Linked DNA regions of Sus scrofa: all the other regions are linked to region 1. Evidence: chromatin contacts called from public HiChIP or PLAC-seq data. All regions are on one chromosome and are shown on one strand. Each heading gives the region's core, a stretch centred on a gene start, on an enhancer-like site or on the middle of the called end of the contact. The rest is flanking DNA. Distances are from core to core; before and after follow the strand shown.

Region 1 (6,789 bases), core at 1,908-4,407:
CAAAGGGGGGTTGAGGAGGAAAAGAGTTATTTTTTTTTTTCTTCTTACCTCTGAGTCCAATTCCCTAATAAAGATTCATCATTTCTTTTGTCCAAGGAGCTCTGTGACCTAATTTTGCTCCTTGCCTTGGTTCAGATATCACAACCCATTTTTATGCATTCAGCTTTCCTAATGAAATCCACATGTCTTAAATCAATAAAGCCATTGTTTAGCTTCCTTCGCTTTTCCTCTAGCGTCTTTTGCCCAGTCTATTTTGTTTGCATACTTCTTTTGGTAGGAAATGTGTCTCTTTATCTAGAACCTCTCGCTCTTTCCCCTCCTTTGGGGGTCTATTTTTTCCCTTTCCTTTCAATAAGTATTATTTTGTTGTGTGCAGCATTTAAATGTACAGCTCTTTTTTTAATGGGCTAGTCTAAAGGACACTTTATTTATACAGGTTTTCTTTCTCATTAATTGTTTTAGATAGGTTAAGAAATGAACAGTGGGAAACAAAGACTTTGTTCAATATCATAGTATACATGGAGGATGTAGAAGCCTCTTGTGAAAATTTCAGAAACTCAGCTTTTATTGCCTGTCAGTACTCTTTCTTTTCCCCAGAATCCCCTATCTGTCTCTTCTTTCAAGAGCCAAACATGACAGAGAAGATTGATCTTTCTATATTCTTGGGGCCCCCAGATCATGTCAAGACCCTCATTAGTGCCTTTCTGCTCCTATGAATTCCTACTGAACCTATGAATGTTGCCTGATGGATAATCAGACTACTTTTGCAAGTAACACATTACTTATCTGAAAATCCAGGACTTCAAAGTAGAAACCTATCTGCAAGTCCCAGAGATGCTACCAAAGGATGTTTTCCTCTTGAGACTCAGAGCTCTCTTTGAATCTGTTCCTAAATTCTAGGTAGTTCTCCATTAAATTGTTACCAAACAAACTTTAGTCTGCTCACCCACCATGCAACAAAGCCAGCCTACTGACACCGGGTGGTGGTGAAGGAAAGTACAGCATTTATTGTAGGGCACCAAACAAGGAGAATTGGCAGCTCATACTCAAAAGACTCAAACTCCCTGGTGGCTTTCAGGGAAGGGCTTTTAAAGGCAATATTTTGGGTGAGGGTTGCAGCTCCTGGACTTTCTTCTGATTGGTTGGTGGTGAGATTATTGGGTGATGTTTTGGAACTCTTAATCATCAGCTTTCTGGTTCCAAGTGCCTGGGTTCTATGTGCTCGCGTTCAGCAGGTAGTCACCAACCTCCACATGGGGGAGAAGGGGGCTATTAATTTCTTCAGAATAACTCCAAGATATGCATAAGACTGTCCTGTATATTCCTTGAGAAAGAAGGAGGACTCTGTGCTGAACTATTGTTTCAGCTATCATTGCTTTTCTTTTTTTTTCTTTTGCTCTTTAGGGCTACACTTGTAGCATATGGAAGTTCCCAGGGGTAGAACTGGAGCTGCAGCTGCTGGCCTATACCACAGCTACAGCAAGGCCAGATCTGAGACGTGTCTGCAAACTACATCACAGCTCACGGCAATGCCAGATCCTTAACCAACTGAGTGAGACCAGGGGTCAAGCCTGCATCCTCCTGGGTACTAGTCAGGCTAATTATCAGAATGGGAACTCCCAAGCTATCATTACTTTTCTTGCTTGACTCTTTTCCCTTTCTTTCTGCATTCCCTTACTTCCCTAATTAGTAACTGCTTAAGTCTGTTCTTTGGAACTCAGGGAAGACCTAGGAGACTAAAGCCTTTTTCTACAAACAAGAAACAGGGAACACAGAGATGCTTTTGTACCCAGAAGGGCCCTGCAGCGTTCTGCTCAGTTTCAATCCCCCCTTATCTTTAATACTCCCAATCCTGAGGGAAACAGGGGCAAAACAAGAACAGAAGTACAGTTCTGGATAGAGTAGTTAATCATAAGCTCAGCAGGAGAAATAGATTTCAGGAAGATTGAGTTTCACCATCTGACTTTCAACAGAGTCAGGCAAGAACTAGCCCAGCAGCATCTCCTGTCATTTCTCCAGGAGTCTTTTCTTTTCTCATCTCTCCAAGTTATCACAGCAGAAAGTGTGGGCTGTATGAGCAAGTTGGGGCTTGAAGGCAATGATCATGAGAATACACCAGTTTCTACTCAGTGGTGAAAACATGAAGGTTTGACCATTTTATTCCCTGAATTCTCTTGGATTCAACTTTGCCAAATGGGAGAGATTCAAAAGAAGGAATAAACACATGCTGGGCCTTAATGCTCGGGCATTCTCCATGACCCTGTTCTTTCTTCTTTCACCGTCTTTCTTGGTCTTTTTGTGGGTTCTTGCTCATGTTTCTTTTCCTCATTTTTGGCTTTTGCCAGAGTCATGACCCTGATTCTCTTCCCACATCATCTTCTTTTTTCTGCAGTTTTATTTGAATCATGTCCTAAGGGTGAAAAAAAAAAATTCTTTTCGTGAAAAGCTCTATTGTTACCCCTCTGGACTTCATGTGAAAAGGTGAACTTGGAATTTCATCCCCACATGTAGCAGGGATAGCTAACTAGCCACTTTAAAAGACAGAAAGAAAAACTCCAACCCACCCATAACTGCCTTATTAACCTCTTTCCTTGAGGGGAAATAGCTGAAAGGGAAAGCAATGAGCACAACTGTTCTGCTTTGTCCCCCTAAGAAAAACCATCCACTTCCAAGACACTTTGGTTTCCTTTGCGGGAGCCAGAGAAAGAGATTCCTGCTCCATCTGCTGTGACCAGGGGTAGTGGCCAAGCCCTTTTCCGTCTTCTATATTCTTTTCCTCTGGACTCTCCAGAAACTCTGCAGAAACATTTCCTTTTTAATGTGGAGAGCAACTTCTCAGTCACTGCTGCAAATGTCTTCCACACACCAATTTCAAGTCCTTTTGAGATAAAAACATTACCTGTGGGCAGGCTCTCATTGGTTCTTCAGACTTCTTTTTCTTCCAGGAGCTGGGGAGGTAAGAGGCAGCTGGTGTGTGGGTTTCACGGGGAACAGGGCTGAAGGTCCTTTAATTGAAGAGGTGAACACTGTGCCTGAAAAGCTGGGCGAGTCCCCTGTGGGCCCATCCCAGACATTCTCCCTCTGGCTGGTGTCCGGGCTGGAGCAAGACCTGGAAATCTCTACAGAGGCTCTGCTCCCCCTCCTGGCCTGGGTGGGGAGCAGCACCCAGTACTCCCAGCTTAAGGCCAAGACCCCCCCCCTCCAGCACCCTCTTCTCTTCCCACCTTTACTGCTATCATGAATTGGTCCAGGCAGCAAAGGGGGGGGGGTGCTTAGACAGCGCTTCTGAGTATTATCAGGGGATGTGCCCAGGACCAGGAAGTGGGGGGAGGTTCAGCAGAGCTGTGTGTGACCAGCTGGTGACACCTTTGTTATTGTCAGTGTGATTTACTGATTGGGCTGTTCTGCCAGGATACGTGTTCTGTCTGAGGTGTATGTGGGTTTGAGATGCTTAAAGGAAAACCCGCTCTGCGTTAGGTAGGGAGGGCAAAAGGATTTCATTGTGATTGCCAGTTCGAGTCCAGGCTGTCTGGAGGGCTGTGATGACAATGACTGTGAGGGTTTTTTTTTTTCTGGCTCAGTGAGAGGAGTGTGGGCGAGGGTAGCAGCGAGAGTGGTCTTAGTCCTGCTTCCAGAGAAGGATGTGATGGAAAGGCTGAGGTCACGGCCTTCTCTTTCGATTCCTGGAACAGAACGGGTCTAATCCTCTCCCTCCTTCCTCGCGTCCCTGGGGCTCCGTGGGTGCTTCTCAGTCACGGCTATCCAGCCTCACCCTGCAAGCTCAGAGGAAGAGACGAGTCACCAGAGAACCAAGGGAGGGGTGACTCAAGGAAGAGAAAAGAGGAGTTCCTCTTGGGGCTCAGTGGTAATGAACCCAACTAGGATCCCTGAGGCTGCAAGTTCAATCCCTGGCCTTGCTCAGTGGGTTAAGGATCAGGTGTTGTGGCATAGGCTGGCAGCCCGTAGCTCCAATTCGATCCCTAACCTGGAAACTTCCATATGCCGCAGGTGTGGCCCAAAGAAAGAAAGAAAGAAAGAAAAAGAGACTTGCCCAGCTGCTCCCTGACCCAATGGGAGACTAAGGATCCCTAACCCCTTGAGTGAACAGTTCCCCCCAGGGTGTCCACGAAAGGGAATAACAAAGCGCTTTGTGAGGACCACATGAGATAACACGTGAAAAGAGCTTAGAATACTTTCCCTGGCATGTATGAAGTTCTCCATAAGTTTTAGCTGTTGTTATGAAATTATAGATGCTCTCTTTATGTTCCTAGTAGATGTTCTACCCCTGTCCTTAATGATCCTCCTTTGAGCTGATGCATGTCATGCGCCTCCTACTGGGGACACTCTGAGCTTCCCTTGAAGGCAGGGTGTGTGGCTCTGGGGAAAATCGAGGCATCTCAGGATCAGAGGATGACAGGTGTAGAGGGAGTCTCCCTCATCTTCTCATCCTCACACAAGGAGTTCACAGCCTTGGGGCGGATACGGGCAGGAGAGGACACTACTGCTCAGCGGTTGTGTAGGTTGATAGAAGCTTCGATAAAACTGTGAAGAAGAGGATGAGTGATCCCGGGGCCATCCTGCCTCCCTTTCATCCTCTCTAACATTCGCAGCTCCCCCTCGGCCTGTCACCCAGGGGCCCACCTCAGCTTGTAGCCCAGGGTGAACCTAGTTCATTAGACTTGCATTCCCTGGGAGAAGCAACACGGTTGGCCTTTAGGAAATTAGCTGCACGGGGTGAGGATCTGGCCTTGTCTTTGCAGGGCTCAGGTCACTGCTGAGGCGTGGGTTTGACCCTTGACTCTGCACAGTGGGTTAAGGATCTGGCATTGCTGCAGCCATGGCATAGGTCGCAGCGGTGTCTTGGCTTCGATCCCTGGCCTGGGAACTTCCATATGCTGTGCATGCAGCCAAAAAAAGAAGTTATCTGAGTCCCATGGTTCACACTGGCATTATTTCTCCTTTAAAAGAGAAGGCCATTGGCCACAATTATGGGAAGGTTTGGTACACGAGGCAGTCTAAAGGGCCTTGTGTTCTCCATCAGTATTTCAGAAAGTGAGCTGGTAAACAGGTACCCCCTTTAGGGATGTTGGTTGCTGGTCCCTGATTCAGAGAGCCTTCTCCCCTCAGTCCAAGCTGAGGTGCTTTTAAAAAAATACATTCATAGGGCAGAAATTGACCGAACATTGTAAATCAACTGTACTTTAATTAAAATTCTTTAAAAACAATAAAAAAATATTCAGAGAAGAGGGCTGTATGCTTGCCCCCAGAGTTCTCCCTGACTGTTCAATAATTCTCACCGGCAGGATGTTTTCTCTTGTGTCAAACTAAATCCTGTCTGTGCTGTTTGATCCATTTTATTTCCTCCTGTCCTGGCCTCGGTGGAAACAGAAAAGAGCCAGTGACTGTTCCTTGCCCCACACAAAGGATTCTGGCTTCTAAGGCTATTTGATGAAAACGTAACTCACTAGAGCAGCTGCCTCCCGTCCAGAGGTTGGACCAGAGTCTCGCATTTCAGAAAAACCAGGGGCACCATCACACACCAGTTTTATGTCATTGCCATGCGTGTGACAAATCCCGTGTTTAGCTTGGGCCCGCTTCAGAAGCTTCTCGCTGCACCACCTTCTAAGAGCCTGCCACGAAAGGCCGCGTTTGAGGCCTGTTAACATTCTCCGCAGCCTTTCAGGCTTCCTGAGCGCGGCCAACAAAGTAGCCGCCACGGAGGACATGGAGAGTGTCACCGTTGTCGAAATGTAGAATTTATCCATTTATTAAGAAGGGGAGTATGCAGAGTGTTGACACGCAGAACTGCAGGGCTCAGACCCTGAGTGGTCTCATTTATACTATTCAGCGTTTCACAGAGCACAGATCCTTCGGCAGCTTGGTGAAAAAAGCGAGGCAGATTTCGTTCCTGAACCGATTCAGAACTCTGTCTTTGAAGTGGCCATAATACATCTCTGCCCAAACGTTCTTGCCAACACAACAAAAACACACTGCTTTATGTCTACATTCCCTCTCCTGCAGTAGGAAGCATTTTTCAGGTTATTTTTTTCACCCCGCAGATTGATCTCTGCTGTGCTTTTCTAGTGGGATCGAGCATTTGTGCCAAGTATTGGATGCATAGTAACTCTAAATCTTCCCAGCAGGAGTTCCCATCGTGGCTCAGTGGTTAACGAATCCAACTAGGAACTATGAGGTTGTGGGTTCGATTCCTGGCCCCACTCAGTGGGTTAAGGATCCGGCGTTGCCATGAGCTGTGGTGTAGGTTGCAGATGTGGCTCGGATCCCACGTTGCTGTGGATCTGGCGTAAGCCAGTGGCTACAGCTCCGATTAGACCCCTGTCCCGGGAACTTCCATATGCTGTGGGTGCAGCCCTAGAAAAGACAAAAAGACAAAAAAAAAAAAAAAAAAAAAAAAAAAATTCCCAGCAAGCTATGAAGCAGGCATTGCCATAATCCTTCTAATATAAATAAGGAAACTGAGGCACAGAAAGATTAGGAACTTGCCCACGTTCATCCAGTTTGCAAGAGGCAGAGGCTAGACTCGCATCCAGGCAGTTTGGTTCCCAAATGCAGACGCTCAGCTAGAGCATGACACGACCTCTATGTCCAAAGGTGTGAGTTGAGCGTGGTCATCTCTCTTAAAAGGTCAGGTTGCTGGATGGTGAGTAATTCAACACATCATTTTTTTCTTTACAACGACTAAACATATATGGTATGGAATTTTATGCAAACATGCAACCTCAAAGAAATTTTTAGTGTGTAGTTGCCTCAGGCTGCACCCTGGGATCC
Region 2 (7,227 bases), core at 1,416-3,915, 130 kb before region 1:
AAATCATGAATATCATGCCTTTAATTCTGTGGTATGAGTCATTTAAAGGGAATAGATCAGAATGGAAGATAATATAAGAAAAGGAATGTTTATGTATGTGTGACTGGGTCACTTTGCTGAACAGCAGAAATTGGCACAATATTGTAAATCAACTATACTTCAATAAAAAATTTAAAAAATAAAAATAAAAATAAAAGGAATATAAAATATAATAACTAACTTATTCTGTACGGTGAGTGCATTTAGATTCTGTTATTTGAATAAGAGTTCTGTATGCTAATGAAGCAGGCTTCTATTTTTGACAAGGTAGAGTTTTTTTGTTGTTTTTTGTCTTTTTACCTTTTCCGAGGGCTGCTCCTGCGGCATACGGAGTTAGGCTAGGGGTCTAATCAGAGCTGTAGCCACCGGCCTACGCCAGAGCCACAGCAACACGGGATCCGAGCCGCTCCGAGCCGCGTCTGCAACCTACACCACAGCTCAAGGCAACGCTGGATCCTTAACCCACTGAGCGAGGCCAGGGATTGAACCCATACGTCATGATTCCTAGTTGGATTCTTTAACCACTGCGCCACAACGGGAACAAGTTAAATCTTTCATAATCTAGTTTTATGTCTTAAAAGTATAATATTTCCATTGACCAAAAGCATTGTTGGAGACATGAGAGGACCTCAGTCCAAAACTCAAAAGTGTGGTGGAATCTTGCACCAGAGCCCAGAACCAACAGTTTTCTGGGTGACATGAATAAAGAGCAGTGCGTTTGAATTGCTGAGGCTGGGTGATCCTGCCTTCGGTCATCCAGAAGTCTCACAGGACAAGCGACATCAGTCCAGCTTAAATTCTAATCACGTATCTCATTCAAAACTTTCCCACACCCCCACTGCAGGTCAGACTTTTGGCTAAAAGAGCTGTGAGCAAGGAAGGAAACTGTGTGTGGGCTTGGTCTGTCTGTTCCCTTTTTCCCATTTCATTTCCAGGGACAACGGGAGGGAGGGATACAAAGACCATCTGCTCGTTTTCTTTTCTGCTGTTGGTTCCTTTGCTAACATGATGCCGTCTTTGTGCCAGGCATCCCAAGGCTGATTCTCTCATGGGATACATAAGTCAGCACGGGAAGCTTCCTCCCTGCACAATTCCCTCTTAGGAAGGTCTGGCCCTGGCCCAACCTCAACCAGCCTCCTCTAGCCCTGCCCTGGCAGTCTGCCCTTGCTGGTAGACCTCACTTGGTAGCCCTATCTTCAGAGTACGGCACTAACAGGGCAGATACCTCTTGGCACCCGTCCACAAGAGCCACTCAAGTGTCTCTTCCCCAGGATGTAAGCCACGGGGAACTCAGGTATCGATTCCATGCCAGTGCTGCTCACTGCTCCTTCTTCTCTAAGACCTCTATCCACTAGATGACAGTTGCGACCGTCACAAGTGTCTGCAGAAATTGCTGAATGTCTCCTGGTGCTAGGGTGACTGACTTCCCTGGCGTTATGCCTAAAAGCCCCATGTCTTGGTGTGGTGCACCTGCTGTGGTGCCCCCAAAGCTGTCCATGTGAAAATCCTCCACACCTGCGAATACATGACCTTCCATGGCCAAAGGGACTTGGCAGATGTGATTAGTTGGGTGTCTTGAGTTGGGGTGATTATCCTGGATGATGTAGCCTGTTGTAATCACAAGGGTCCTTAGAAGAGGGAGACAGCCATGCTAGAGTCAGAGAAGGAGATGTGACGCCAAGAGCAGAGATCAGAGGGACGCACTCGCTGACGTTGAAGATGGGAGGGGGCCACGAGCCGAGGACTGCAGTCAGCCTCGAGAAGTGGAAAAAGGCAAGAGATGGATTCGCCCCAAGAACCTCCGGAAGGAACCCAATCCTGTCGCAACACCTTGATTTCAGTCTAGGGAGACTCCTGACTTCCAGAACTGTAAGATAATAAGTACGCATCATTGAATCCACTAAAATTTATGCTTATTGGTTATAGCAGCCATAGGAAACTAAAACATGCAGAAAGTCCTCAGTCCCAACCCAAACCAGGATTGTGGGCCACCCTACCCGGGGTGCAAAATTGCCCTGGAATGAGAAACACTGCTCTGGTTTTAGGAGTATTTTTTTTTTTTTTTTTTTTGAGCTTTACTCCTTTACCTTTGAGAAGGGACACAGCCTTCTCCCTTCTCCCAGGATGAGGAAGGAATTACCCCTTACCACAGAAAATTGCATTCCCCACAAGGCAATTACTCAACAACTTCCTCTTACCTCTCTGTCAACTCAGTCTTTGGAAGGTTGAGGGTGGGGCTGGAGGTGTGTAGTACTGGCTTGGTGGGGGCGTCTGACACAATTGATGCTTGGCTCCCTCTTTTATGCCGTTTTTTCCCAACTCTTTTTGCTCATTTGAAAGCAAGAGAAAAATCATCCATTCAACTTTCTATTAACCTCAGAAGTGACTTCAAGCAAAGGCTTGCGTAACTTCTGCTTTCTGGTTGTCCTGAGTAAGAAGATCTGATTTTAACTATGACAGCTCCATGTTCTATCTCTGGTGGATGGCTACTGTCCCCTAATATATCCTCTTCCATAGTAATAGAGTTTTAATGACACCACTTGGCTGCCCAGCTAATGAATATACTTTCAAGCCTTCCTAGCAGCCAGCTGTAGAGAAGTGACTAAGATGTGGCCAAGAGGATGTTAGTTAGTTCTGGGTCATTTCCTAAAAAGGAAGTGGCTTGCCCTCTACTTCCTCTTTTCCTTAGAGTAGGAATGCAGATAAAATCATGGTGAATGAGCTTCAACCAAGCAGAGGAAGACAATCTGCCAGAGATGATGGAGCCACAAGATTGAAAGAACCTGGGCTCTTGAATAACCCCATGCAGTAGAGCTGCCTACCCATTCTTAAGTAAGCTTAAGCTGTGTACAGTATGAACTAGCTCACTAGAGAAATGATTCACATCCCTGCCCATACTCTGTGTTCCACATAGCAGGGATTCCCAAACACTGTCACGCCAATGACATTCTTGACAATATTTTCAACTGTCCAAGTTGAAATGAAAAAATAAGAATAATGCATTAGCTAAGAGACTGAAGAGAAAAGCCCCAGATGGGGAGCTGATATTTGCAAAGCATATATCTGATAAAGGAATTGTTTCCAGAATATGTAAAGAACCCTTAAAAATCAATAACAAGAAAACCAAACAAGCCAGTTAAAAATGGGCCAAAGAGGAGTTCCTGCTGTGGCTCAGCAGAAGCAAACCCAGCTAGCATCCATGAGGATGCAGGTTCTATCCCTGGCCTCGCTCAGTGGGGTAAGGATCCAGTGTTGCCATGAGCTGTGGTGTAGGTTGTAGATGTGGCTCAGATTCCACGTTGCTGTGGCTGTGGTATAGGCTGGCAGCTGCAGCTCCAGTTCGACTCCTAGCCTGGGAATTTCTGTATGCACCAGGTGAGGCCCTAAAAAGCAAAACAAAGAAACAAAAAAACAAACAGAAAAACGGGCTAAAGAATTAAACTGACTTTTTTTAAAGAAGATATATAGATGGCAAATAAGCACATAAAAATATGTGTAACATTGCTAATCATCAGGGAAATGCAAATCAAACCGCAAATACCATCAAAGACCTATTAGGATAGTTAAACAAATGTATTGTTATCAATCTCTGCCTAGGATAGGAGCCATTGGCGTTCCCATCTATTGCTGGTGTGACCACAAAATGGCACAGCCACATTGGAAAACAATTGGCCAGTTTCTTGTAAAGTTAAATATACCCTTATCATATGACCCAGCAATTCCTCTCCTAGGTATTTACCCAAGTGAAATAAATACCTATGTTCACACAAAAACCTGTGTGTGAGTGTTTGTAGTGGCTTTATTCAAACACTGGAAACAAACCAAGTGTCTCTCAGTGGGGTAACAGATAAACATAATGTGATACATTCACGGAATGAGATACCACTTAGTGATAAAAGGAATGAGTTACTGATGCCTGAAACAACATGGCTAAATCGCAAATACATTACACTACGTGAAAGAAGTCAGACTCAAAAGTTGATGTCTTGTAGGATTTTCTTGTATGATAATCTTGCAAAGACAAAACTACATATCAGATGACAGAAAACAGACCTATGGTTGCCAGAGGCTAGAGAAGGTGTTAGGGGTTGATTGCAGAGGAATTTTTTAGGGTCAAGGAACTAGTCTATTAACCATTCTGCTGTGGCGGGGTCATACGACTCTATGCATTTGTCAAAACTTGAAGAAATACACACTAAAAGAGGGTGAACTTTACAATATGTAAATTATAATTTAAAAATGGAAAAAAAGGATCATTTGTAGTAAGTTTTATTTTTTTTATTTTTTTGTCTTTTGTCTCTCTTTTTTGTTGTTGTTGCTGCTATTTCTTGGGCCGCTCCCGCGGCATATGGAGGTTCCCAGGCTAGGGGCTGAATCGGAGCTGTAGCCACCGGACTACACCAGAGCCACAGCAACGCGGGATCCGAGCCGCGTCTGCAACCTACACCACAGCTCACGCAACGCCGGATCGTTAACCCACTGAGCAAGGGCAGGGACCGAACCTTCAATGTCATGGTTCCTAGTCGGATTCGTCAACCACTGCGCCACGACGGGAACTCCCCTGTAGTAAGTTTTAAATAAAACTACTCCATTTTAAAATGTTATCTCTTACACATGTGTTACAATTTGTAGCACTATGTTGTGGAGGGTACCCTCTAATATTTCTTGGCTTTTATTTGGAAGAATAAGAAGTTGGCCACTTTATACAGGAATCCCAGCCTTTGGGTGGACATCTTCCTGGCATACATAATCTCAGCGTAGGATTCCACTGCCTTAGAAGGCCAGGCACTAGAGATGGAATCAGGGATGCGATGCAATAAAATAAAACCCACTCGACTCATATCAAGAAAGGAGTTTATGAGGCGATGTAGAGAATGTATGTAGACCCCAGATGCGAGAGATCTTCCTGCTCCGTGGAAACGAGAAAGCCTCTGGCAGCTTTCTCCCCACCCACTGGCTCCCTTTTCTCTCTGTGCTTACCAGGTCCCTCCAACCTGCTGCTCTCTGCATACAAGAAGCTCCTCTGCGCTGGCTCTTCTGCTTATACATGGCCCAGCCTGGCGATCCGCCCCAAGTCCTAAGTGACCCCTGACTCAATCTCAGTTCAAAGGAGGCAGAATCTGGCCAGCTCAGCTCATCGTGGGTCAGCTTTTCACTTCAGTGCAGGCAGCTGTGATCAGAGAAAGGCTGTGTTATGAAGAACAGAGATGCCAGGGCTACGGACATCAGTTATAAGGGGGTATGGGGGTTGCCCCCGCTGGTACTTTTACTACAAATGACTTGTGTTTATAGTCTGCTCTGGTTAAATGCCTGGCCAATGAGTAAAGCAAACCGAGAACATTTCCAGTCTTCTCCCTAAATGTCAACCAAAGCAGGTCCCACACTGTGAAACTTCAGTCGACTGAAAGGCTGATATTTACAATATTTTCAGAGGAGGCACCATTTTTCTATATCACAGAGACAAAGGAAGGCAGCTTTTACTTAGGTGTTATGCCTCGGACTCAATTCTTGACCTATCTTAGATAAAACTAACCTGTTATGTCTTTATGGATCCAGTGAACACTAAATAATTGGACTTTCCAGTGTCCCTGAGAATTCTTATTTATTGCTCAAGGAACCTAAAGAGTCAGAGAGGTAAAGAAATTGCAAAGGCTAAACAGCAAGGGACTCTCAGTGCTTTGATAAGGAATTGGAAGTTTCTAGTTCCCAGCCTCATGCTCGGTCGACTAAGTCACTCTCTGGGAAAAAAAAAAAAAATTGACATTAAAGAGATTGACTCATTCTGTAACCATGAGAATTGGAAACAGCTACTGTACTGTGCTTTTAAAAAAAGTTTTTATTACTCGAGCAGTACACGTTCCTTATAAAGAAATTAGAAATTATGGATAACCAGATAGGAGGCATCACAGATGCATGTATTTTTATTTTCAATGCAGAAGGGAAGATTTGTTTTTCTAATCACTGTGGTAGATTATCTGGTCTACATTCAAAACAGCACCAGCAAATTCTTTTTTCAGAGACGGAGAAGGGAACATTCCCTCCTCTTCCCACATTAGAGCCTCTCCTTTGTCCCTTCAGAAAGGGGATCTCTCGCCTCAGCTAGTGGCAGCCACTGTACTTCCGGTGCAGGAGCTTCCAGTCTTCATGCAGATACAGCAAAATCACCAGCCAAGTCTGGAGGAGGCTGGAAAACAAGCACCATGAGAAACTTGAAAAAAGCAAACCAACCCCAGCATCCATATGTATTTATGATTCAATGTAGCATAAGCTAGGGAATAATAATAACAGTCTTACCCTATGCTGGATACTTACCCTAACAATTCAATGTGGAAGGACAAATCTGTTTTTTTTTTTTTATCTTTAATCTTTTGGGGGCCACACCATGGCATATGGAGGTTCCCAGGCAAGGGGTTGAATTGCAGCTGCCGCTGCCAGCCTACACCGCAGCTACAGCAATGCAGGATCTAAGCTGCATCTACGACCTACACCATAGCTCCCGGTAATACTAGATCCTTAACCCACTAGGCAAGGCTAGGGACCTAACCCATGTCCTCATGGATACCAGCAGGAATGGTTCACTGCTGCTGAGCCACAACGGGAACTCCTAAATCCGTTTTATTTATGAGGACACTGAGGAATTTGAGAGGTTAAATAACTTGACTAAGGAACCACAGCTAGTGAATAATAGGGACAGAATTTGAATCCAGTCAGACCCCAAAGTGGGCTACCTTAACCAGTATTCTCTGAAGGGACAAAAAGGAGTTCAAGAATGAAGAGGCAGAATTCTTAGATTCATTAAACCAACATTTGGGGGATGGGAGGAGGAATTTCAGAACCACAGAAAGTACAGTGGAGAGGTTAAGAATCATTCCTATCTCTACCACTCAGAATTAACCATGCACCATATTTGTTTTCAGGATTTTTTTTAAAAAAGGAAAATCACATGCTTACCATACATCATTCAAACAATGGGGAGATACACAAGGTAGCAAGTAAAAAATATCACCCACAGTTCCCACCACTTCAGATAAACATCACCGCAGACATCTTTTTTTTTTTTTCCACTGTACAGCACGCAGACATCTTTCTATCTGTGTATTCAAATAGGATGGCAAGCCCTTTGCTCAGTGCCTCTAAACTCATCCTGAAGCCCTGTTCAGTGATAAAGCATCACAAGAGATATTTTTC
Region 3 (6,676 bases), core at 273-2,772, 230 kb before region 1:
CAGAAGTTGTCAGTATTACAAAAAGTACACTTTTACAAGTGGGAGAGGACACTAGAAAATCTCAGAATACAGTGAACGATGAAAATATTTATTAATACTGTTCAGAAGTTATATAGAGTCAGGTGGCCTGGCTCAAGGGAGGAAATGTTATCTGGCCAGTAACCTTACTATTGGTAAATAATCTTCACTTCAATATTTGTTCTCTTTAGCAGGTAAAACAAGAATCTCCTTCATACTGATAGACTTTAAATCTCTCTATAAAATGAATTTGTTTATTTGGGACTCATTTTTGTCTCTGAGTCTTATAACGCTTTAAGGACTTGAGTATAATTTATTGCCTTTATGGAGGAGGTGGTGGTGATAGAACTGGCATCACTGAGATGAACAGGGTCCCAGCAGAATTTGCATTAATTTTCCTCTTTTTCTCATTCTGCACCAGAGGGCATATCAAACAATATATCTTTTACAAACAAATGCTCATTTTCGAAGTTTTTACTGTAATATACTTAGATTTTAAATACTATATGAAAAATAATGCATTTTGGTTACCAAATTAATTATGTGTGTTCTCTCCTCAACATGGGATAAATATTTTCCTATGATTCAGGCACCTGGCTCAACTTACTTTTCTACTCTGAAATGTGAAAGAAAGAAGAAGTCAACGGTGTTTCTGAGGATTCTGGCCTGATTAAGCTGCCATTAACTGAGATGGGAAGAGTAAAGTTGGGGACAATGTCAGAAGTTGTTTCAGACACAATAAACTTGAGATGCCTGGTAAACATTCAAATGGAGCTGTTACGTAGGTAGTTAAATGAACTGCTTGAAATTCAGGGAATCTCAGGTTAAAGCTACAAATCTGGAACCATCAGCATAGAATATTTAAAGTTATGAGGCTGGGATCATCTAGGGGATGGTCAAGACATGAGAGAGAGGAAGCCCAACGGATGGCATTCTGCTTTCAGCTCTTAGAAGAGTGGAAGAACCAGGAGGCGAAAGGTCAGAGAATGAGGGAGAGCCACCAGAGAATGAAAGGAGAGGTGGAATCCTGGTCTAGTATCCTACTTTGTAAGTCAAATGAGCACAACGTTTCCTAGGGAAGAGGGTGCCTGACCGAGGCCAACACTGCTCCAGATCAAGGAAGCCAAGGGCTGAAAGACCCCTGGGTTTAGCAACAATGCTGTCATGGCCCTGACAGAAGGAGCTGCGGTGGACTGCAGTGGGAAAAGTCCTGACCAGTATAGATGCAAGACAGAATGGGGAAATAGCAATTTTTACGCAACTCCATATTTTCGCACTCTAGTTAAATATGAATATCTTATGTCTACTTCAATGGAAACTTCCTATCAAACTATTTTCATAGAAAAATTTACTCTCTGGGGTGGGAGATGGGAGGAGGAGAGAAATAGGTGAGGGAGATTAAGAGGCACAGACTTTTGGAGTTTCTGCTGGTGGCATCTTGGGAATCCTGGGTCGGAGGTTAGATCCCTGGCACAGTGGGTTAAGGATCCAGCATTGCCGAAGCTGCGGCTTAAGCTGTGACTGTGGCTTGGATCTGATCCCTGGCCAGGGAACTCCATGTGCGGTGGGGTGGCCAAAAATGAGAAAAAAAGAGGTACAGACTTCAGTTACAAAATTTTGAGTCGTAAGTATGAAATGTATAGTCTGGGGAATACAGTCAATAATTACGTAATATTTGAAAGGTACAGAAATATAGAATCATCACGATGTGCACTAGGAAATAACAGTGTTGTAGGTCAATTATACTTCAAAGACAAACTCAGAAAAAGAGATCAGATTTGTGGCTATCAGAAGCAGGGGTGGAGGGGGGTTAGACAAAGGCAGTCAAAAGGTACCAACTTCCAGTTAGAAGATAAATACTAGGGAGTTCCCGTCGTGGCGCAGTGGTTAACGAATCCGACTAGGAACCATGAGGTTGCGGGTCTGATCCCTGCCCTTGCTCAGTGGGTTAACGATCCGGCGTTGCCGTGAGCTGTGGTGTAGGTCGCAGACACGTCTCGGATCCCGCGTTGCTGTGGCTCTGATGTAGGCTGGCAGCTACAACTCCGATTAGACCCCTAGTCTGGGAACCTCCATATGCCGCGGGAGCGGCCCAAGAAATGGCAAAAAGACCAAAAAAAAAAAAAAAAAGATAAATACTAGGGATGTAAAATGTACAGCATGGTAAAGATAATTAACACTGCTGTATGTTGTAAACAAAGGCTGTTAAGAGTAAATCCTAAGAGTTCTCATCAGAAGGAAAATACATTTTTAAAATCTATTAATAATAGAGTGTTGTATCTATGAGATGATGGTTGTTCACTAAATCTATTGCGGTAATCATTTCATGATGTATGTAAGCCAAACCATTATGCTGTACACCTTAAAAAGGGCTGTGTGTTAATTATATTTCAGTAAAACTGGAAGAAAAAAAATTATTCTCCATTTAAGAATCAGCAATTATCCAAACATAGGAAATCTCTGATGGAAGGAGAGTGGAAGAAAGGATTTTGGGGGAAAAACAGGAGAATTACCTATCGGTGGAAAAAAAATCAGAGTATTATTAAAAACCATTTACTGCTGAAATTAAACAAAAATGGTTCTAGTTTAGTCACAGATATATGGAAAAATCAGAAAAGTTTCAGCAGAATTTCTAAAACACACATGTGTACACCTGCACATGTGCACCTAGATTTTACCATTCAGGAAATCTAATTGAGTAAGTCTGGGCTGGTATTAGACATTTTGGTTTTTTGAAAGCTTCATAGGTGATTATAGACTTTGAAATCGCCACAGTCCACCTTAGGTTGAGAATCACTAGAACTGTTTAAAACATAAAATAAACCAAAACAATCAGGCTCTGTTAAGATACTCAGCAGTAAAATTACTACTCTTAAATAAAGGATAAGTGGTACTAGTGGTAGCAGGAGGCCACATGCTACAACGGGGGGGTGATGACGGAGTATTTTCCAACCTATAACACCTGGCACAATTCACTGAGGATACAAAGATGATTAAGATACATTCTAACTCTAAAGGACTCCAGCTAATTTATGTTAACCTACATCAATATTCAAGAAAACAAACACTTCACTTTTTTTTAATCTGAATGAGTTTAACAGTTTCCTACTGAAGATTAAATAATTTAAGGGGTCAGATAAAATATATGATAGAAATCCTCATTGAATATAGATATAATTTAATATTATGCCAATGTTAGCTAGTTTATTTCAGAAAAGGATAACCAAGTGAGACAGATTTAAAACTATTTATTCACGATTCCAAATAAAAAGAAAGGTTGCATTAACTGATTTTTTTTTTTTTTTCTTTTTTGGGCCACAGGTGTGGCATACAGAAGTTCCCAAGCTAGGGGTCAAATTGGAGCTACAGCTGCTGGCCTACACCACAGCCACAGCCACGCCAGATCCTTAACCCAGTGAGTGAGGCCAGGGATCAAACCTGTATCCTCACAGATACTAGTCAGGTTTGTTCCCACTGAGCCACAATGGGAACTCCAACATTAACTGATTTTTAAGGGAGGCAGAAAGAAACAACTATCAGGAAAAGGATTCAGATATCTCCTTCAGAGTTATTCAAGAAATCACAGCGTTTTAAACTTTGATATAAAATAAGACAGAAAACATTGTATTAAAAAATGAAGACCAGAGGATTCTTCTGGTCAAAGAAGAATTACTATATTAGTCCACTAATTTCTTATTAAAATCTGTGTTTTTATGAATTTTTATTTGCAGAAAATTTAAAGGGAAAGTTAACATCACCATGGATGAGCTACTGCAAAGAGAGTTTTATAAACATTAACAAATAACAGTTGATTACTCTGAAAATCTGATAACACTATCATTCAAGCTTCAAGTAATAATAAAATTGCTATTTAAAATGTATATGATGAATACTCTCCAAGGTTAAGACAGTATTTTTGGGAGGTAACATTTAAAAGATAAAATAATAAAACTGATACTCATTTCTTCAGTGAAATCAAATGCACACCAATTAAGCCCAGAATGGAAAATGATCCCACCTCCAATATTATTATTACCTTGTGTGTAGGCAGCATCATCAGATCCCATACTCAACTTCCGTGCTTCACTTATTCTATCCACATGTGCTAAAGTAGGGTCCGTGAGGTGCTGAATATTTTCTGTTTCTACATAATGATCAGGATGGTTTAGAAGATTTGTAAGTTCAAAGGTAGGGGACACTACCCCTGGTGAAACTGCAGGGGGTTTATTGGGAGAAACTGTAATTTTGAAAGTATATTTTGTATTGGGTTGAGTGACCACCACTCGAGGAGAAGTTGCAGAGTTACTGCCTATTGCTCGACTTTTGGGAGGGTGGTGATGAATAAAGGCAGGACCCATGCTCACTTGCCCAGACATATTCCTGGCAGCAGCAGATGCTCCAGAGTTTGTGGATATGAAGAGAGTGGGCTGATTCCGTATGACCTGCTCATCTCCTGTGGTGGCATTAGCAGAAATATAGACCTTAGGTTGACTACGGGACATCACCTCATCAGTATTTGGGGGACTGGCAGCTATGTAAACAGTGGGCTGATTTCTATTTAAGGTCTGGCTGTTGACCGAAGAACTGCTGGAGGTTCGAGGTCCAGAAGAACGCAATTTTGAAGAACTGTTTCTTTGTGGGGGTTCAAGTTTAATTTCAATCTGGTTTTTTCGAGGTCCTGTTGAAATATTCTGAATGTTATATTGGCTATGGGCAGAAGACTGTGAGCTACCAGACGAATGAATTGTTGGTGGTTGTGGAGTAGTAGGTGAACTGATGGGCATGTAGACATGAGAGGTCTGGTGGCCTTGCTGATTTGGCTGCTGGGCTGAGGTATGTGGCAGAGGATTAGATGCAGGATATGTAGTCCAGGGACCAGGTTGTGAAGGTTGATAAACTTGTTGAGGGTTCATGGGATTAAACTGAGATACCCAGCCAGAATGCTGTTGTGTCTGTCGAGCCGTACCACTAGGAGTTGTAATGTAGGGCCTAATATAGATAGAGTTTCCCTGTGGACTGTTAAGTACAGGTGGAGGTACACCATGTATGTGCAAAGATGTGGGAGTATTACGACCAGTCTGGATATTTGGGGCTAAAGTTACCATAATGGGATTAAACCTGGGAGTTTGTTGAGAAAGGTTAGATGTTCCTTTGCTGCCTAAGTGAAATCCAAGATGTGGTGCTGAATTTGAAGCACCTGATGTACTAGACATTCCAAAAACATTAAAGCCTTGAGGAACTTGAGCTGGTGCTGTCTGTGGCTCCTGCTGAAATAGTTCATTATTGGACTGACCACCTTGAAGCTGTCCATCACTAATGCTGTGCGTTAGAGTTCTACTTCCATTCATTCTATTTCCTTCTCTTCCATGGTGGTAAACATTCTGTGACTGCAAGTCCAAGTTGAGAGAAGTCATGTGATTGCGTAGACCAGAAATTCCAGAATCATCTGAAAAATTCAAGTCTCCTTCACCATAAAGATACCTTGTACTCTCCTGAGAAAGAACTGCACAGCAGGCATCCAGGTTATTATTATTCTATAAAACAAAACAAAAACATCTTGTGTTAACAATCAGAAGCCAATGCATACACTCTCATCCCTATTAAAATACTACACGATCAACAAGTGATTAGTTAATGTAATTATAACAGATATATCTGAGCCCTTTTTACTTAAGAATAACTACTATTTATGCAAATTGCTGAATTAAAAATCCTCACTACTAATGTAAGGCAAAGGTTCTCTAACTAGCAATAGCTAAAAGTGAACCAAGTCATTGCTCTGTTTTAGGAGCTATTTTTATAGTAAAATGTATTCATGCAAATACAGGAAAATTACAGCTTAATTAAAAATGTGATTTGAATGCTGAACAAAATATAAGTATTCCACTTAAGTACATAATACTGTATAATTAATATTTTACAGATTCAAGTACTATGTATTTCTCTTGTATCAATGACCTTTAAAAAACTATATTGCAGTATTTAAAAGTTCTCAAATTTTAACAAAGGCATCTCAATTCCTTATGTGCTTATTCTTGTGTTTGAAAAAAAAAAAAAACAACCCAGAGTTCCCGATGTGGCTCAGCAGGTTGAGAATCCTACATAGTCTCTGTGAGGATGAGAGTTTGATCGCTAGCCTCCCTCAGTGGGTTAAGGATCCAGTGTTGCCACGAGTTGCAGCTTACATCACAGATGTGCCTCGGATACTGTGTTGCTGGGACTGTGGCGCAGGTTTGCAGATGCCACTCTGATTCGACCTCTAGCCTGAGAACTTCTATATGCCGCAGGTGAGGCCATAAAAAGAAAAAAAAAAAGAAAACCCCGCATATATAGACATATGTAATATATGCTCGAGGTAGTTTCCAGAGTAACTGAGTTCACATCTCTGTCTTTAGATAGCACTATCTAATATTACTCCAGAAAAATGAAAACAGCAGCAACAAAAAGTCAGAGTGTTTCTAAAGGATGCTGAAAACTCACTAATCACTACTCATAAATCATCCATAAAAAAATTTACTAAACATGCACAATATATACAGCATTCTGTTTGAGTCTGTGGAAAGCTCAATGATGTATAGAAACAAACTTCTCCCTAGAAGAGTTTGCAATGCAAATAGGGAGATTTACAAAAAGGTTAACATGAATATACGCCAAGTAA
Region 4 (7,223 bases), core at 2,105-4,604, 250 kb before region 1:
AAGGGACATGATCGTGCTTAATCACTAAAAGGAAAAAAGAAAATTAGTTAACAAAAGACTATTACACTATACATATAGAAATATAAGAAAATAATAAGGAAGAAAAGAAATCACTTAAAGCAGACTCAAGAGATCTGTACAGTAGGAAAAGCTCTGGGGATATTTCACTCCATGTTTGTACAGACAATGCATGCTGCTTTCCTGTTCATCTTTAGACCCTAGATGCTGGCTTCACAGAGTGGAGACATTTTCAGGGAAGACAAAGACAAAGGCCAAGAGTACCACAGATTTGTGAACTTCTTCCCCTATCCATTGGCACTAAGCGGCAGCACACAGTTTTTAAATAGTTAAACCTTGTTCCTTTTCTTCATGTTTGTAGTGTTTCACCAAAGCTTTAAGGAAAAAAAGCTACTGTCTATTCCTTCCTCCTGTCAAAATTCAGTAGTGACATGAGGGGAAAAGGCACCGGGAACACTCAGGCATGGATATACTGAGAGTTATCCACAACGGGCTGCGGGTAACACTGTACATGGTTAGGCAGCGGGCAACCGAGTCTTTCAGCAGATCCCCTTTCATGTGATGACTTTCAACTGCCTGTGACATTAGACTGAGGTATTATTAGCTCTGTGGGCTGACGTTTGACACTAGCACGACACCATCTTGCTGCACCTTCAATTTGACAAAATCCTAAGCAGTGAAACTCTCCCCCTGATGACAGACTGGTTTCTTGAACTTCAGATGTGGTTTTAGAGAAGACACAGGGCCTCTTGGCTCAGAAATGCCTTGGCATCTCACACTGTTCACAACGGATTAAGGCTGGATGGTTCAAAAAAGTACAGGCAGTACAATTCCACTGAGCCCCCTCGTCATCTTCTGTGTCTTGAGACTTTGGGGTTTTGATGGAGGACCTTTGATCTGTAAGGAAGCAAAAGAATTATTTTAGAAGCAAAAATCACAAAGCCATAAATTACTGACAACTTGAAACAATCTTTGTACTGCCCAGCATGAAGGAGCTTGTTAACCAAATGAAGCTTCTAGCTGAAACGGATACACATGCTTGATCCTCAGCAGCCTCTATCAGGCTGGCACTTCTTAGCTGGGAAATCGCAACACAGACATGACATAATCAGCTCAGAATCACCTCAAAGGGGAAAAGAGCATCATCTCTCCCAACTTGCAGCAGGAGAAAAGGGAAATCAATTAGCAAATGGCTAAGATTCCCACAAAATCACCCAAGACCTCAAAAAGGTGTCCAACTACAATGCAATACTCGTAAGTGCATTTATTGTGTCTCATGTTCCACCGAAGTAGTATTTGTAGTTCTGTTTTCTACCAGGAATGGAAGTTTTTTTTTTTTTTTGTCTTTTTTGTTGTTGTTGTTGCTATTTCTTGGGCCGCTCCCACGGCATATGGAGGTTCCCAGGCTAGGGGTTGAATCGGAGCTGTAGCCACCGGCCTACGCCAGAGCCACAGCAACGCGGGATCCGAGCCTCACCTCGTCTGCAACCTACACCACAGCTCACGGCAACACCGGATCCTTAACCCACTGAGCAAGGGCAGGGATCGAACCCGCAACCTCATGGTTCCTAGTCGGATTCGTTAACCACTGCGCCACGACGGGAACTCCAGGAATGGAAGTTTTTATTAAATGTTCTCTATCTGCTAAAAATCTAAGCTTGAACACCAGTAAGATATAAAGATGAACTAATTTCTAAAATCTTTTTACTATTTAACTAAATATCAGCGATAAACACTGGAGAAGTTAATCAGTGTAAAATTTTACCATACTCTATTTCTCATTTTATTTTAAAATTGTATTTATTATGGAACGGTAGAAAGAATACGAGGTTGAGAATTGTGAGAACTGCGCCTTTGCTACTAACTCTCTCCCTTTTTTTTGGTCTTTTTAGGGCCGCGTGGCATATGGAGGTCCCCTCAAAGTGGAGCTCTAGCCACTGGCCTATACCACAGCCACAGAATGTGGGATCCGAGCTGCTTCTCTGACCTATACCACAGCTCACGGCAACGCTGGATCCTTAATCCATTGAGTGAGGGCAGGGATTGAACCTGTGTCATCATGGATACTAGTCAGATTCATTTCCACTGAGCCAGGATGGGAACTCCCTACTAACTCTTGATTTCTTTGCTCTGTGATCTTAGATAAATCATGAATCCTCTAGGTATAATCTTTCTTACTTATAAAGTCACTGCAGCTTTAAATCAACTATAAGGAAAAAAATTTTTAAAAAAATGAAATAAATTAGGAAAAATAAAGCCACTGCAGCTTTAAGAGGCCAATGTTCTAGAATGTTTGAATGGTCAGAAGTATCTTAAATCTAAGAATAATTACATTCCTCAATGACTGTGTCTAAGACGAAGTTAAATTTACAAAACAACTTTTTTTGGGGGGAGGGAGGTCTCATTATAATTTATAATAGTATTCCTACAAATTATTTTGGGGAGATTTAAAGTAAATGGAGCACGCATTGTTGGACTTCTCCTGTCAAGGTATATCGTTTGTAGTTCTAAACTATGTTAAAATAATGGATATTAATTTGCAAATTCCACCTATTCCCCTGAACTAGTAACTACAAGATGCCTTTTCTGCTATTTCAACAAACTATTATATACAATACACGAAAACATAAAAATTTAAAATGATTAAGTGATGTCTGGCACTTTGCACCCCTTTAGCAGCACTTTATTTACTGATCAGTCTTAAATATTTTATTGCAAAATTCCCACTTCAGGCATTGTCAGAATTTTTAGGCATCATCACAATTTTTGGCATATGCATGAGCAACTTGAGAGTGCTGCTTATATAGTAATTTTATTTAAACTGAATAATTTAAAACAAATACCTAAGGTTTAAGAAAAAATATTTGAAAAATAAGGATCTGACAGCACAAGTTGGTACTAGTATCAGCTACACCACATTAAAATAAATGCAGTTTTAAAAGTTTGACTTATACCATCTAAAATTGTTTCACACCCCATACTTGGGAAACATTTTACAGAATAATTGTTTTAATCTGGGGATAATTCATTCTACTTACTAGAATTTTGACCTCACTCACGATAGAAAACTTTCCTATCTGGCACATTTTTAGTAAAATTTTGTCCACCCTTTTTGTTTAACTACAAAACAAAGATTTTTAGGGAGGCCATTCAAATTCAATCTATATTAACACTTCAATCTATTGAGGCGGGAACTCCAGGACCTAAACTTTTTTTAACGTGAAAATCTCCAATGGTTTTCTTACCTCTGGACAATCTCCTATAGTACTTAGAATTATGACTCTCTTTATTAGAGGTATTTGGAAACTAAGTAACCACCGGAATTAAAAAAAAGAGGAAGTCAGATTGCAAAGGAGGACTTGTGATTTCCACACCTCATTTTAGCAGTTAAAAACCCTGCACTGTAAAGCAGAACTGATTTTAAGAACTAAGGAAAATTCTTAAGTGAAACTAGTAACTCCCTTTTTTTAGCTTTAAGGCAAACATGACTGATTCTTTAATTTCTCCAAAAATTGCCAGCACACAAGCTTCTATCTTTTGTGAAAAGTTTTTAAAGTAATGGACCTTTTCTTTCTTTCTATCATGGAAAATTTCAAACACATATGGACGTAGGGAGAATAGTAAAATAAACCCTCACTCAACAACTGTTGAGACCAAAATCTTCTATATTCCACCTCCCTCCTTCTCTCAACAGGTAAGTACTCCATGGTGAAACAAAACAGGGCCTTTTTATATGAAAAATTTTAGTTTTTGAAAGAGTAAAAAGATTACATGAAGGCAACTCATTCAGAGTTTAAAAACTCACTTTGCTTACTTTAAGAAGCTAGGCTACTACTCATTTCTTTATTCCTTTGTTCGATTAACACCTACATAGCATCCAATGTCTGAACATTTTCTCACTCACATACTGTGCCAAATACCCTAATCTCACTTTTGTTCCTCTGTAATAACAGTTCAGCTATGTTTAAAACATTTAAATAAAAACATGAAAATACAGTGATGCTTAATTAAATTACACTTGAACAAAAACAAGGGAGTGGGGAGAACAGGATACTGAATGAGAATGTGAAAAATTCTTGTAAAAAACCAAAGAACTAGTAACATACTTGTTATTTCTTGTTTCCTTTTCTCTGTATTTTTTAATGCCTGGAAGAAAAACCTACACAAATGTTTTGACATTTCTCAGTTTGGTGTATGTAGTCTGCAAATATCGATGATATAAAAATGACAGTAGGTAATTTTCAAAAACCATCCGGTTGGAATTCAGAATATTTGATTATACAGAATTATGTATAAACTAAATAAAACAGGATACTCATGAAAAATAAACTTCCCTAAGACATCTTCCTTCCCATTTGTCTAAAATTTCAAACAATGTGTTTTTGTACCTGGTGATTTTTTTCCCCAAGACCTGAATTTTGGGAGTATATAATGAATCCTAAGGACACATGTATTACTTTTAAAGAGCTAAGTACATGACATTTTTGCACCCTCCCCAATTTCCAGCATGTAAGTGAAAATAAATATCTTCCTAATGAATCTACCCAAGGAAGCTAACATTTGAACCCTTCTAGAGTGAAAGGTTGCTCTAAAAATAAAATTTTCTAAAATCTTGCTTTTGAAAATGCAACAGTTTTCACACTTACTGGATACACTAACCTTTGGGTTTTGGTGGCACAGGACCTACAAATCCAATATTGTCATAAAAGTTATGAATAGCGCTGGGATTAAAATGTGGTCCTGAAATATATAAAAAGTAAGTATATTAATGTTTATAGCTCAAAAATATTTAATTAAAAAAAAACCAAATATTTTAACATCAGGGTATAAGTAGAAGAAATGCTTTTCATTTATTTTGCACCTCTAATCTCAAATTACATGTAAGAATTTCACAACAGCTGAGGTACTCTGTCACAGTACCCGTGACAGAGGTCAACTGGGGAGGTCAAATTAATGCTGTAAGACGGTAGCAGAATTAGACTAGACCCTTGTTCCCGATGACAAGTTCACATAAAACTTAACAATTTCTTTTTTTTTTTTGGTTCTGCCTGTGGCATACAGAGGTTCCTAGGCCCAGGATTGGTACCACAACAGTGACCCAAGCCACAGCAGCGGCAATGCCAGATCCTTAACCCAACCCACTAGGCCACCAGGGAACTGCCAAAATTTAACAATTTAAAATATAATTTTAAGTGGTGAAACATGGTCTTAAGCAACTAAATACCTTGGCCTCAAGTAAGTATAAAAACCTTGCACTAATGTAATATAACGTTTCAGATTTTAAACAAAAGGAACAAGTTCAAGAGCTAGAAGTTTGTAGACCAGCACTTTCTTTTTCTCTCCAAATGTAAATTATGGCATTTTCTATGAATGTTTCAATATAAACAGCTTACTTACGAAAAGAAAATAAAACAAATCATCTTTCAGTTTAATGGATTTGGGCACATACTCAAAAATGTGATTAAGGACTTCTTATTTTTTGGCTTCCTTCCGTTTCCTGTTTTTTTCCATTTTATATGTTTCTATTATTTCTCAAACTTAAGAATCAGGTTTCAGTTATAAAATTTCCTTTTAGTTGTTTATGAAACTGAATTGTAAATATACTTTACTCTATAATAAGCAGTTACTGCTTGTCAATAATGGCTCAAGCATAATACACTATCACTGTCCCAAAATACATATAAGCCATATTTTAATTTTTTTCTCTAATGAATTAAGATAGTGCCATTAGGGTGGGGGTGCCTTTTTAATTATGTTCTTAGAAGGGTAATTCTTGAAAGGTAAAAGGAAAAAGGTATATGAATACATACATTTTAACCTTGATAAATAATGTAACGGATTATATTAACACATACATAACAGCAATACTGTATTTTGGCAATACAGCCAGACATATACTAATTGTTGTCTTTCCATAACATAAGACCAAAGGGTAACTATAGGATATAAAATTTATCAGCTTAATCCTCAGCCAAATATGTAACTTTTGGGGGGAGGGTAAAAGAAAATAAAAATCCAAGAGTTATTTAACACTATCTGGCTCCAAAGTCAAATCTGAAACAGTAAGATTACAATTGTTAAGTCTGTTTTCAGCTACAGGAAATGAGATGGTAAATTAATACAATGAATTTCAGTTAAGAATGCACTGAACTTTACCTCGGGCTTGAAAAAGATCAATTTCTTTGGTTAAGCAGTCAATGTCAATCTGGAGTTGTCTATTACAACTTCTCAACTGCTGCATTTCTTCGAGCTGAAAAATAATTCCATGTGAGAAGGATTTACATTGAATTCTTGTGTTATTAGTTAGAAAGAGTGGAGTTTTGCAGGGAGGAGATAAGGACATAAAACCAAGTATGAATTAAGAGCATTTCTAAAAAACTAGATCAAGATTTTACACTTATGACAGATTGCCTATTCTCATGTTCAAGCATAGCAGTCACAACAGTTATAGAAAGACTTACTGAAGGTATTTGGGATATGGAATTTGATCTTTTCAGACGCCTTCGAGTTAAATTATTTTCCATTTCATTGACCTCAGATTTTAGTTTATCCAGCTTTTTCTTTTGAATCTCAAGTTCTCTTTGAAGTCGTTCCATTCTGGCCTTCTGATGTACCAAAAGAGCTGCAATATATATTAGTAAACATCAAGACCCGCCCAGTTTGTAGTCAATTAACCTTAAAACAGCCTTGGGAAAACAAAACAAATGACTATTGCTGTGACAAACAACAGGCTGCCAAGAATCCCAAATATAACAGTAAAACAAAATATTTTGAGTTTAAACATTTAAAATTTGAAAAATTTTAACTTAAAGGCAGCTTGTGGCAATACCAGATCCTTAACCCACTGAGTGAGGCCAGGGATCGAATCTGTATCCTCAAGGATACTAGTTGGGTTCTTAAGCCGCTGAGTCACAATGGGAACTCCCTACTTTCCTAAGATTTTCAAAGAAAGAAAATAAGCAATCAATATTGTCATATGAATGATGAACTGCTTGGGAAAACTTATTAACTGGTACATGTTCTTTCATCTCTGGATAATGTGAGGCTCACTTTTTAGAATACTGGATGGTAATAAAGATAATTGAATGCACTTCTATTAAAAGTCAGCTTGGGATGATTCTACCAAGAGAAAACAGGTAGATCTGGAATACCTTCTAAAAGTGAAAAACAGTAATTAAAAGTCAAGTAGATTAAACAGATTAGAT

What was found. HiChIP or PLAC-seq counts read pairs in DNA pulled down with a chosen protein or histone mark.
Region 2: a contact with region 1 is called in an H3K27ac HiChIP or PLAC-seq map of alveolar macrophages. The contact joins two enhancer-like sites. A contact is called at or near these places in 1 of 47 Hi-C or Micro-C datasets (embryonic fibroblasts) and 1 of 2 datasets of contacts at active chromatin or transcription factors (alveolar macrophages).
Region 3: an H3K27ac HiChIP or PLAC-seq map of alveolar macrophages shows a contact between it and region 1, with 9 times the contacts expected there. The contact joins two enhancer-like sites. A contact is called at or near these places in 1 of 47 Hi-C or Micro-C datasets (embryonic fibroblasts) and 1 of 2 datasets of contacts at active chromatin or transcription factors (alveolar macrophages).
Region 4: an H3K27ac HiChIP or PLAC-seq map of alveolar macrophages shows a contact between it and region 1. The contact joins two enhancer-like sites. A contact is called at or near these places in 1 of 47 Hi-C or Micro-C datasets (blood) and 2 of 2 datasets of contacts at active chromatin or transcription factors (alveolar macrophages and skeletal muscle).

What each region holds. Positions count from the first base shown.
Region 1 is chr1:16,781,029-16,787,817 of Sscrofa11.1, forward strand. No RefSeq gene overlaps it. Among named protein-coding and RNA genes, the nearest start is that of TAB2, 170 kb to the left of the region's middle. Within about 2 kb of position 3,158, at least 6 of the 83 cell types and tissues checked have an H3K27ac peak or open chromatin away from gene starts, as enhancers often do. A contact at or near this core is called in alveolar macrophages, where this site is marked.
Region 2 is chr1:16,647,521-16,654,747 of Sscrofa11.1, forward strand. No RefSeq gene overlaps it. Among named protein-coding and RNA genes, the nearest start is that of TAB2, 39 kb to the left of the region's middle. Within about 2 kb of position 2,666, at least 4 of the 83 cell types and tissues checked have an H3K27ac peak or open chromatin away from gene starts, as enhancers often do. A contact at or near this core is called in alveolar macrophages, where this site is marked.
Region 3 is chr1:16,554,754-16,561,429 of Sscrofa11.1, forward strand. TAB2 (TGF-beta-activated kinase 1 and MAP3K7-binding protein 2) reads right to left here. Exons shown (of 8, transcript XM_013992499.2): 4 at 4,055-5,552. Among named protein-coding and RNA genes, the nearest start is that of TAB2, 54 kb to the right of the region's middle. Within about 2 kb of position 1,523, at least 2 of the 83 cell types and tissues checked have an H3K27ac peak or open chromatin away from gene starts, as enhancers often do. A contact at or near this core is called in alveolar macrophages, where this site is marked.
Region 4 is chr1:16,534,412-16,541,634 of Sscrofa11.1, forward strand. It overlaps TAB2 (TGF-beta-activated kinase 1 and MAP3K7-binding protein 2), which reads right to left. Exons shown (of 8, transcript XM_013992499.2): 5 at 6,480-6,640; 6 at 6,175-6,268; 7 at 4,678-4,758; 8 at 1-915. The coding sequence ends at 773. Among named protein-coding and RNA genes, the nearest start is that of TAB2, 74 kb to the right of the region's middle. Within about 2 kb of position 3,355, at least 1 of the 83 cell types and tissues checked has an H3K27ac peak or open chromatin away from gene starts, as enhancers often do. A contact at or near this core is called in alveolar macrophages, where this site is marked.